2 separate regions of the Delphinus delphis genome follow, and region 1 is linked to region 2. A link is a contact called in public Hi-C data. All regions are on one chromosome and are shown on one strand. The core of a region is the stretch at or near the end of the contact, and the rest is flanking DNA. Distances in the headings are between cores, read along the strand shown.

Region 1 (4,379 bases), core at 1,313-3,812, 190 kb before region 2:
CCTATTTCAATTTTTAAGAAGGAAAAATTGTGTTATATTTTTTCTTACTACAACTTCAAGTTTTTCGGAATTAAACAATTCTAGATTTCTCATTTCTTCAAAGTCCCATCCCAATTCTGTTCCACACCACTGCTCTACTGTCATTATGGGATGAGTCCACCTGGACCACAGTGGTAGAAAATGTCTTTACAGAATTAGTAGGAATATTAGATATCCAGACCTGCAACTCTTAAGAGGGTAATAAGGAAGGAAATATCAGAATGGGGAGGGAAAGATTATGTAGTGTATAAAAAACACATTTAGGGGCTTCCCTGGTGGCGCAGTGGTTGAGAATCTGCCTGCTAATGCAGGGGACATGGGTTCGAACCCTGGTCTGGGAAGATCTCACATGCCGCGGAGCAACTAGGCCCGTGAGCCACAACTACTGAGCCTGTGTGTCTGGAGCCTGTGCTATGCAACAAGAGAGGCCGCGATAGTGAGAGGCCCGCGCACCGCGATGAAGAGTGGCCCCTGCTTGCCACAACTAGAGAAAGCCCTTGCACAGAAACGAAGACCCAACACAGCCAAAAAGTAAATTAATTAATTAATTTTTTTAAAAAAAGAAAGAATGCACAGGGAACTATACTCAATACTTTATAATAACCCATAAAGGAAAAGAATCCGAAAACGAATAGATAACATGTATATGTATAACTGAATCACTTTACTGTACACCTGAAACTAACACAACATTGTAAATCAACTATACTTCAACTACAAAAAATAAATTAAAAAAATAAAATTTATAAAAAAACCACATTTAATGTTATGACTTTATATTTTAGAGGGAAAAGTCCTCATAGATTTGTTGAGAAATCAAAGCTCAACATCATTTTCTTGGCTGATGGACCTGCACTAAAGATACTGTGACTCAACCAAAGGAATATCTCATTGGAGTGCTGTGGCATTTTTATGTTGATCAAAAGGAGTTAAAAGCTTTTTTAAAAAGTCTGAGAAACTCTTATCTAGACGAACCTGCTGTAAATGTTTACAGGTTAAAAAACAAACAAAATAAAGAGTCCCCAAAAAGTATAAGATAGTGTCCAAGTCGGAGAGCTGGGAAGTGGCTCAAAGTGGACTTTAAGAAAAATCCTTCTAACCTCTAGTTCTTAATATATTACACACTGGTTGTAGTTAATTAAAAATTAACTGCATACCAGGTGACAAAATGGTTCCCCCATTCAATAAAAATCATTTAAGTACACTGAAAACAAAGGTTTCATTTTAATACTTCAGTTCTTTACTGACAAGTATCTGCCCATGCCTCCCATATCCATATCTAAGAAAGAAGGCAAATCTCTTTTGCATTTAATAAAGACTTCTTTTGCATACCATTATATCACAATATTTACAATAATCTTGCTAGCTCAATGGTACTTTACCCACTTTGCACAGAAAAAAAACAAGGTTAGGTTAACTTAGGTGACCTGTCCAGGATCATAAAATGAACGATATAAGAATTCAACTCAGTCTATCCAAAGCTCCTACTACTACACCAAGCTCCCACCACTCCAACTCCCGTAAGGAAATAGAACTCGTGGAATCCGTCTGCAGAGAATGAGCAGGGGCTCTGATTTTCGGATGGTCTTGGCCCTATTTTTAACCTGCCTAATAACCGGCAGGTAAGAATTACAGAAATTAAATGAATCGTTATAAGTCGGTGCAAGATTATTATTCAGCACCCTTGGTGAAGACCTGGTCTCAACTGAACATACTGAAAAATAATTTCACAATTTCAATTTATCGTTTTTAGAAACTGCTTGGAAAATCGGGAGACTGTGCCCTCAAGTGGTCAAAACGGCCCCCACTCGCTACTTTTTCACCTGTACGAGGCCAACCTAACAACGCTGCAATTTCCCGGCAATCTCGCAAAGCGGCAAAAGCCCTGGACTCACCAAAAGCACTGGCGCCAGCGCCCGCCCCCGCCCACGGAAGATAGGCGCATGCGCCTTCCCGGCTTCTCACGAGGCTACCACCGCCTGGGGGCGCCACTTCCCCCCACATGCGTTTCAGCCGCTCAGCCCGCTCTTTCGAATACCTTTGTCTAATTCCATAAGGGCAGAGTTAGCATCCAGCTCCTGTTCGCCATAGCCGGCATCTGCCAGAAAAGACTTCGTTGAGTTTGACGCCATGACCCGAACAGTTACTCGACTAGCCTATTTAGAAAGATTGTAAACTCTTCCCCAGCACCGCCATCTTCTTCCACCACCTTCTCGCGGATTTTTCCTCCGCGCTCTGTCAAGCCGTGTTACGCATGCGCTCTGGTCTCCCCGCCGTTCGCCAGCGCCTCTGCGGCCCCCCGCGCAGGCGCTCAGGGAGCTCAGGAACTCCAGGTTCCCGCGGCTGGGAGAAAAGGAGGCGGGGATTCGAAGGGGGAAGTGACTCGGACGCGCCCGGACGCCGCGGCGGGAGCCAATCAGAGGGCGTGACGTCAGTTTGGCGGGGAGTTTGGTGGCCGGGGCTTACGGTGGCGGGAGTTGGAGGCAATAACTAGTCGTGTTCTAAGGGACGCCACATAAGATTTCTGCTGAATCTGGGGGGCATTTCCACGGCTTTTCTCTCAGTTGAAAGTTTTCCTCCGGCCCAGATGCTCTTCAATTCGGTACTCCGCCAGCCCCAGTTTGGCGTCCCGAGAAATGGTGAGTAACGGCCCTAACCGCTGCCTGTTGCCGGCGGGATTCACCTCCCCCCGAACAACACCTCGGACCAACGCCGACTCCAGTTCTGTTTCCCAGCCGCCGAGTTCTCCCACAGGCAGAGCGAGTTCGTGTTAGCGAAGAGTACTGAAGAAAGCTGCACTTTCGTGCTCTCGAGACACTTTTAGTCGTAATCGGGATTTTTTCAATTGTAGTGTAGGCTGACGGAGGGAGGGACGCTGAGTTAACTGGCCTCCATTACGGCTATGTCTGTTTTGCACATTAACTGGAAAACGCGTTCATGGGAGTATGTGTGGTTTTCTCAACAGCTATGTGAGATCGTCAAGACTCGTATTCATTGATTAATTCATTCATTTGTTGTGGAACCTTAGTGAGCCCTACTCTGCTATATATAACGGTGACTATGACCCGCTGTTAAGGAACTCAGTCAAGCAGAGAAGACAGAACATCTGCTTCTAGCATGGTCAGAATTTTTTCCTCCTGATTAATACATGAGCATAAAAACTCGTAGTTATAGAGCGAAAAATGCCCATAAGTACATTTCCCAGAAATGACCATTACTAATAGACTGAAGTATTTTATTCCAAATGTTCTTCAATGCCAGAGGTAATAAGTATTGTTATTTACAGAAATGGGATAAAAATGTTTTGTTTCTTTAACGGTAAAACTTGGAAATACTTCCATGTTAGTGTATAGATAACTGATTTATTCTCTCCAGTTCTTGAAGTTCCTTATGTTAAAACATTGGCAATAAGAATTTTGAGCTTAGGTTTGGGTGTCATCAACCTGAAACTTTCTGGTAAGTTTCTGATAAGGGAATTATTACCAGACTAAGCTTGGCTGCAGGTGAAATCTCATTCATTTAAAGATGGACTAGGTCTTTCCGCTTGAAACCATGTGAAAAACAGAAAGAAAATAATGTGAGAAGTGAACTTTTTGTATTTAAGGCATAGGTCTAGGAGAAGGATATTGAGAAGGAGACTGGAGAGTAGTTCCTCCACTTCCTGCCTCCAATCTAAAACCCTACCATCCTTACCTCTTTAAATTATACTCTAAATGCTTCTCTTTCTGTCTCTCCTGTGACCTTGCTTAAGATACTTCTCTGTCTTCTGTCATGAGTGTCAGTACAGCATAGTAGTTATGATCTCTGTCTTTGGAGTTAAACTTGCTGAGGTTTAATTCCACCTCCACTCCTTAATCTGTGTGACTTGGAGCAAGCTGTGAAGCCTTTATTTTGTAACAGATTTTCTCCTAATTCTACATTCTGTCTACTTCCCTTTTCCCTCTAATTCACAAATACTTATCAGGGAGGGGTAAATTTTCCCCTCTACCCCTCTTGAGTATTTATGGCTGGACTAATAAAATTGACACAAGACAGATTAGCAAGAGAAAAACAAATTTTAATTCATGTACATGGAGGTGTCATAGAAATGGGACTAAGAAATGGCCAAAGCAAGGCAGCTTTTATACTCGTCAGACAAAAAAATAAACAAACAATAAATTTGTGAGGAATTGACAGGACAAAGAAACTTAGGTTTGGGATGCTTACTAAGTGAAGAATCTAAACAGAGTTTGGGCTTCAGGTAGTAAAATAAAAGAAGTAACAAGGTTTGTTTACACACGCTTCTTGGCTCTGAATTCCCTATCTCTGACGTATTAGGGGGTCCTTCTACCTCCAGTTGC
Region 2 (4,400 bases), core at 1,217-3,716:
TCTATCATATTCCAGTATGAATTTTAGCTTTATTGGTGTGCTCTGCTATTTATTTCCCCTTCTTATCCTATGTAAATGCTCTTTATTATAAATAGTACTACCCTTGACTTTTAGACATTTATAATCTATTCTAAATAAAATCCAGGTGACTAGATAATAGTAGTTTCAAACTTTTGTGTGCATAAGTATGACCTAGGGAGCTTATTAAAAGTAGATTTCTCAGTGTTTTTCCCGTAGGTTCTGATTCTGTGTGTCTGGGGTAAGGTCCAGGAATCTGCATTTTAAGTAAGCACCTCAGAGGATTTTGATGCAGGCGATCCAATGATCATGCTTTCAGAAACCTTGTTGTTGAGAACTAAAAATTAGACTGTTACATACTGCATATCTATCCTTTGTTCAGTAAAAGATACATAGGTATAAAATAACTGAGTTCTTGCTCTCTTAGTGTTTACAGACTTCCAGGGGAGAAAGAGCAGAGTGCCTGCCATCTCTGACATTATATGATGACAGACCCTGTGAGTGTTATAGATAATAAATGCTATAGGAATGCAAAGAAGAAAGGCATCCCTTTTGGCCAGATTATCATGAATGGCTTCATAAAAGATAGGGGTTGAGCTAGGGTTAGGAAAAACAATTAGGTCTCAACAAGATGGGGAAAAAAGTGGATTATTTCAAGATGTTGGAGCTGAGGGTCAAGGAAGCACTATACTTTTAGGGTATCAGTGTGTAGAATGATGTGTCTATATTGAAAAAGAGTTTGTGTAGGGACATGGCACGATTTATGCCTGGAAAGACAGCCACGAGTTAGATTGAGAAGAGCCTGGAATTGGGACTTTATTCTGTAGGTACTGGATGGTTCTTCACACATGCCAATAAGAAAATTTGGCATTTAAAAAGACTGATCTGGCAGTGACTTTGAAAGCCCTGAACTATATTTGGTGGGTTGGTTGTGCAAATTGTAAGGAAGGCTTGGTTTGAACGTTTGTGAAGGTAGACTCAACACGATCTGGAACTTGATTTGATGAGGAAGGTCTCAAAGACGCTGCTGAGGTTTGAACCTCCTTGACTAGGAGGCTTGTGTACGATTTCACCACTCAGTGAATGTAAGGAAGGAAGTATTTTAAAGTAGTGTTTGGTTTTAGATCTGGAATCCAACTTCCTACCCAAAGTTGGCATCTTCGGTACATATGCATCAGATAGTTTTGCTTAAATATATGGCAACCATTTTAATTTTGTCGAAAGGAAGAGGTCTGGGGCTCGTGGAAGAGAAATGGAGATTGGGGTCCGCCAAGCCGCAGAGAAGACAGACTGTTCAGCTCACTTATTTTTATTAAGCATCATTATACAGAAAGCGCCACACAAAAAAACTAAGATGACCAGTAGTCCCTGTCCTTAAAAAGTTTAAAATCTGGATGGAATCTACAGGGGATCCCAGTAAGAGTAAATGGCAAGCCCTCAAATCCACAAACCACAGATCAGCCAATTTGTACTCTTCCTGTTGGAGCAGCTGAAGGCCTCCGGCTGAAGAAGAGTGAAAATTAGTAGGATACTAAATTGGAAATGATAAATCTCTTCCTGCAGGGTGTGGATCTGGGAAACTCTTTTCAGTAGTGTACGCCAGACTGCCCAAACTCGCGCTAGAACAGCTCTCAGGAAGTGCAGTGCTAGAGCCACCAGAGAGCTATAAATTTATCCCGTTAACTTCCAAGTGCGCGGCTTAGGGCAGGCGAGGCTCCAAGGCCCGCCCACAGAGGCCAGCACCTCGCTCTGATTGGACAAGTTCATTTCCTCGTCTTCCTCCGTGGGACTACTTCAGCCATCGATCACACTGCTTGTTCCACCCCCTACCAGGCCTTTGCTCCACCCCTTTTCAGTGATGTAACACCTGGCTCTCTTTCGCGCCCCAGCCCTCAAGCTCTCCACCAGTCGCTTCAGTTCCTCATTGGCCAGTAGAGAGGGGAGGAAAGGATGGGCACAGTCTATTTTGTTCTCTAAACTCCCTCCTCTAGTTTCCCGGTCTTCTCATAGGCTGTCAGGAGCGCAATTATAGCCTGGAGCTGTCGCGCAGGCGTGCAAAGCTGATCGCTGGTGGAGGCGCACCTCCCCTCAATCATTAGAGAGTTAGTTACACTGTTCTGACGTGAGAGTGGCACTCCGCTTGTCATCCTCACTAACGATTGGCTGTAGCCGAGGTCCGTCATACAACCACGCCCCATTCCTCTGCCTCACCTCCCAGTTTGATAGCCCTTGCAGGAGGCCAAGCTTCACCCCGTTGCTGCCGCTTAGCCCTGCGATTGGCTGAGAGAGCTGGCGTGCTTTCCCACCCCCTACTCCTTCCCGGGCCTCCGAGAGGCTGGCGGGACCCCGCGGAAGTTGTCAGTCAATCTCCTCCCTCCCCATCCCCCGCGCGGTCCCTCCCCCTGGCCGCGCGCCCTAGCGCGCGCGCGCACACGCACTCACACTCCCCCCTTGCCTCTACCCAGCACCTTCTCAAGTTGTAGCGGTCGCCCGCCAGGGGTTCTCTGTGGGCTGCGGAAGGGCGCGTGGGGGAGGGGGTTCGGACTGCTCGGCGCTTCGAGGAGCGAGTGTGTGTGCGCGCCCAGGGCCGGGGCGGCGGTTCACCGCCCCGGGAGATGAGGGGTCGGCGCTGACAGGGAAGAGCGGACACCGCGGCGGTGGCGACAGCGGCTCGGAGGGGACCCGCGATGGCAGCGCCTCGGGAGGAGGCTCCAGGCAGGGCGGGCTGCGCTAGCTGCGGCCACTGAGGTGCTGGCGGGCCGGCCGGCTGGCGACCCAGGCTGCAGGGACGAGAGGCGCGTTCGACGTCCGCACCCCAGCGTCCTCGCCTCAGTTGTCTAAACTTCGGGCTCCCGTCCACCAGCCCTCCGAACTCGGAGTCAACAACTTCTTCACCCCCCCTCTACCCCCGCCCTCGCCTCCGTCAGCCCCGGGAGCTCGCCGCGCGTCGGGGACCAGGAACCTCCGGCACTGAGATGTGGCCGTGAGGCGTCGGTGGGCGGCGAGGAGAAGCTCGGCGGCGCCCGGGAGCGGGAGGGCAGTGCGGCCGGGGGAACGGGGCGGAGGGGCGCGAGCTCTCGGCGCCTCTCCCCCGCCTCCTCCTCCTGCTGCTGCCCGTTCCGTGCAAGCAGCAGCCGGAGCTGCCAAGCACCAGGGCCGTGGTGATGTCGTCGTCGTCGCCGCCGCCGGCGGGGGCTGCCAGCGCCGCCATCTCGGCCTCGGAGAAAGTGGACGGCTTCACCCGGAAATCGGTGCGCAAAGCGCAGAGGCAGAAGCGCTCGCAGGGCTCGTCGCAGTTCCGCAGCCAGGGCAGCCAGCCGGAGCTGCACCCCTTGCCCCAGCTCAAAGGTAACCTCCGAGGGCGCAGCCCGGGGAGGAACGTGGGGGCTCGCCTCCGCGCCGCCAGAGTCATTTCTTTCTGGGGGTTTTTTCTGCCCAGCTGGGGCTCGGAGTGTGTGAGTCGCGTTCCCCATGCTTCCTTGGCGTCCTCCCACCCCCTTTGATTCAAACAGGTTTGCTGTTAAGAGCCTTGCTTTTCTCACTTCTGGGTTCACCTCAGCTCTTCCGGTCTTGGAGGAGGTAGGCACCCCTCCCCACCTGCGCGCTCTTTTACCTGCCCTTGCGACTGGAGCTCTCCTCTTGCGGCCCGAGGGGTAGAGTGCTTCACTCTTCTTCCCCGAGCCTTGCCCGTCCCCATCTTGCTTTAACAACCTGTCTTACGTTCCGACCTTCCCTTTCTGAGACCTGCCTCCTCTTTTCGGCCACTCTTAGCCAATCCTTTACTTTTCCAATTATAAAGCGCCTGTACGCACTCTCTCCCTAACTTTCCTTCCCATTGATGGTTCCTAAGAGTCTTACAGACCGGGAATCCTAATGCACACACCGGTTAGGAGTTACCTGGCCTTTAGATAGGAGTTAGGAGTTACCTGGCCTTTAGATAGAAAAAGCCTAAAAAATCTGACCAGTGTAGTGTCTTACTTACTGGGTCATTAGATTTAAATGTTCCCTTTAGCCCAAAGAATAGAAAAACTTAAACTACTTTATCGTCTTAGAAGATACCACGGTAAACTTGGAGAGGTGTTAAGGGATAGATAGTGTCGCTTTGCAATGGAATGGGAACTTAGTTCGCCAAGCAGTGATTCCAGGGACTTTGTAGGTTTGTACAGTAATTCAGATTGGTATCCGTGTCAATGCCTTGCAGGAGAACTTGGCACTCCTTTTGGCTCACTGCTTTTTCCCACTAGGTTTAGAGGATTAAAAAAAGAAAGAAAGAAAGAAAGAAATTGGTTCCTGGTGTTCTAGTTTATTCTTTGTGGATTACTACCTTTTAATTTTATAATTTTAATGTCTTTGCTTTTTATGAGATAGGCAATATCATGGAA

What was found. Hi-C and Micro-C count contacts between places; a contact is called where the count stands out from the background.
Region 1: a Hi-C map of lung shows a contact between it and region 2, with 2.2 times the contacts expected there. The contact joins the promoter of DTL here to the promoter of PPP2R5A in region 2. A contact is called at or near these places in 2 of 3 Hi-C or Micro-C datasets (lung and muscle).

The regions. Positions count from the first base shown.
Region 1 is chr1:144,877,937-144,882,315 of mDelDel1.2, reverse strand. DTL (denticleless E3 ubiquitin protein ligase homolog) reads left to right here and starts at 2,562. Exons shown (of 16, transcript XM_060009996.1): 1 at 2,562-2,678. The coding sequence starts at 2,627. It overlaps INTS7 (integrator complex subunit 7), which reads right to left and starts at 2,286. Exons shown (of 20, transcript XM_059995085.1): 1 at 2,078-2,286. The coding sequence starts at 2,171.
Region 2 is chr1:144,684,265-144,688,664 of mDelDel1.2, reverse strand. PPP2R5A (protein phosphatase 2 regulatory subunit B'alpha) reads left to right here and starts at 2,466. Exons shown (of 13, transcript XM_059995012.1): 1 at 2,466-3,366. The coding sequence starts at 3,183.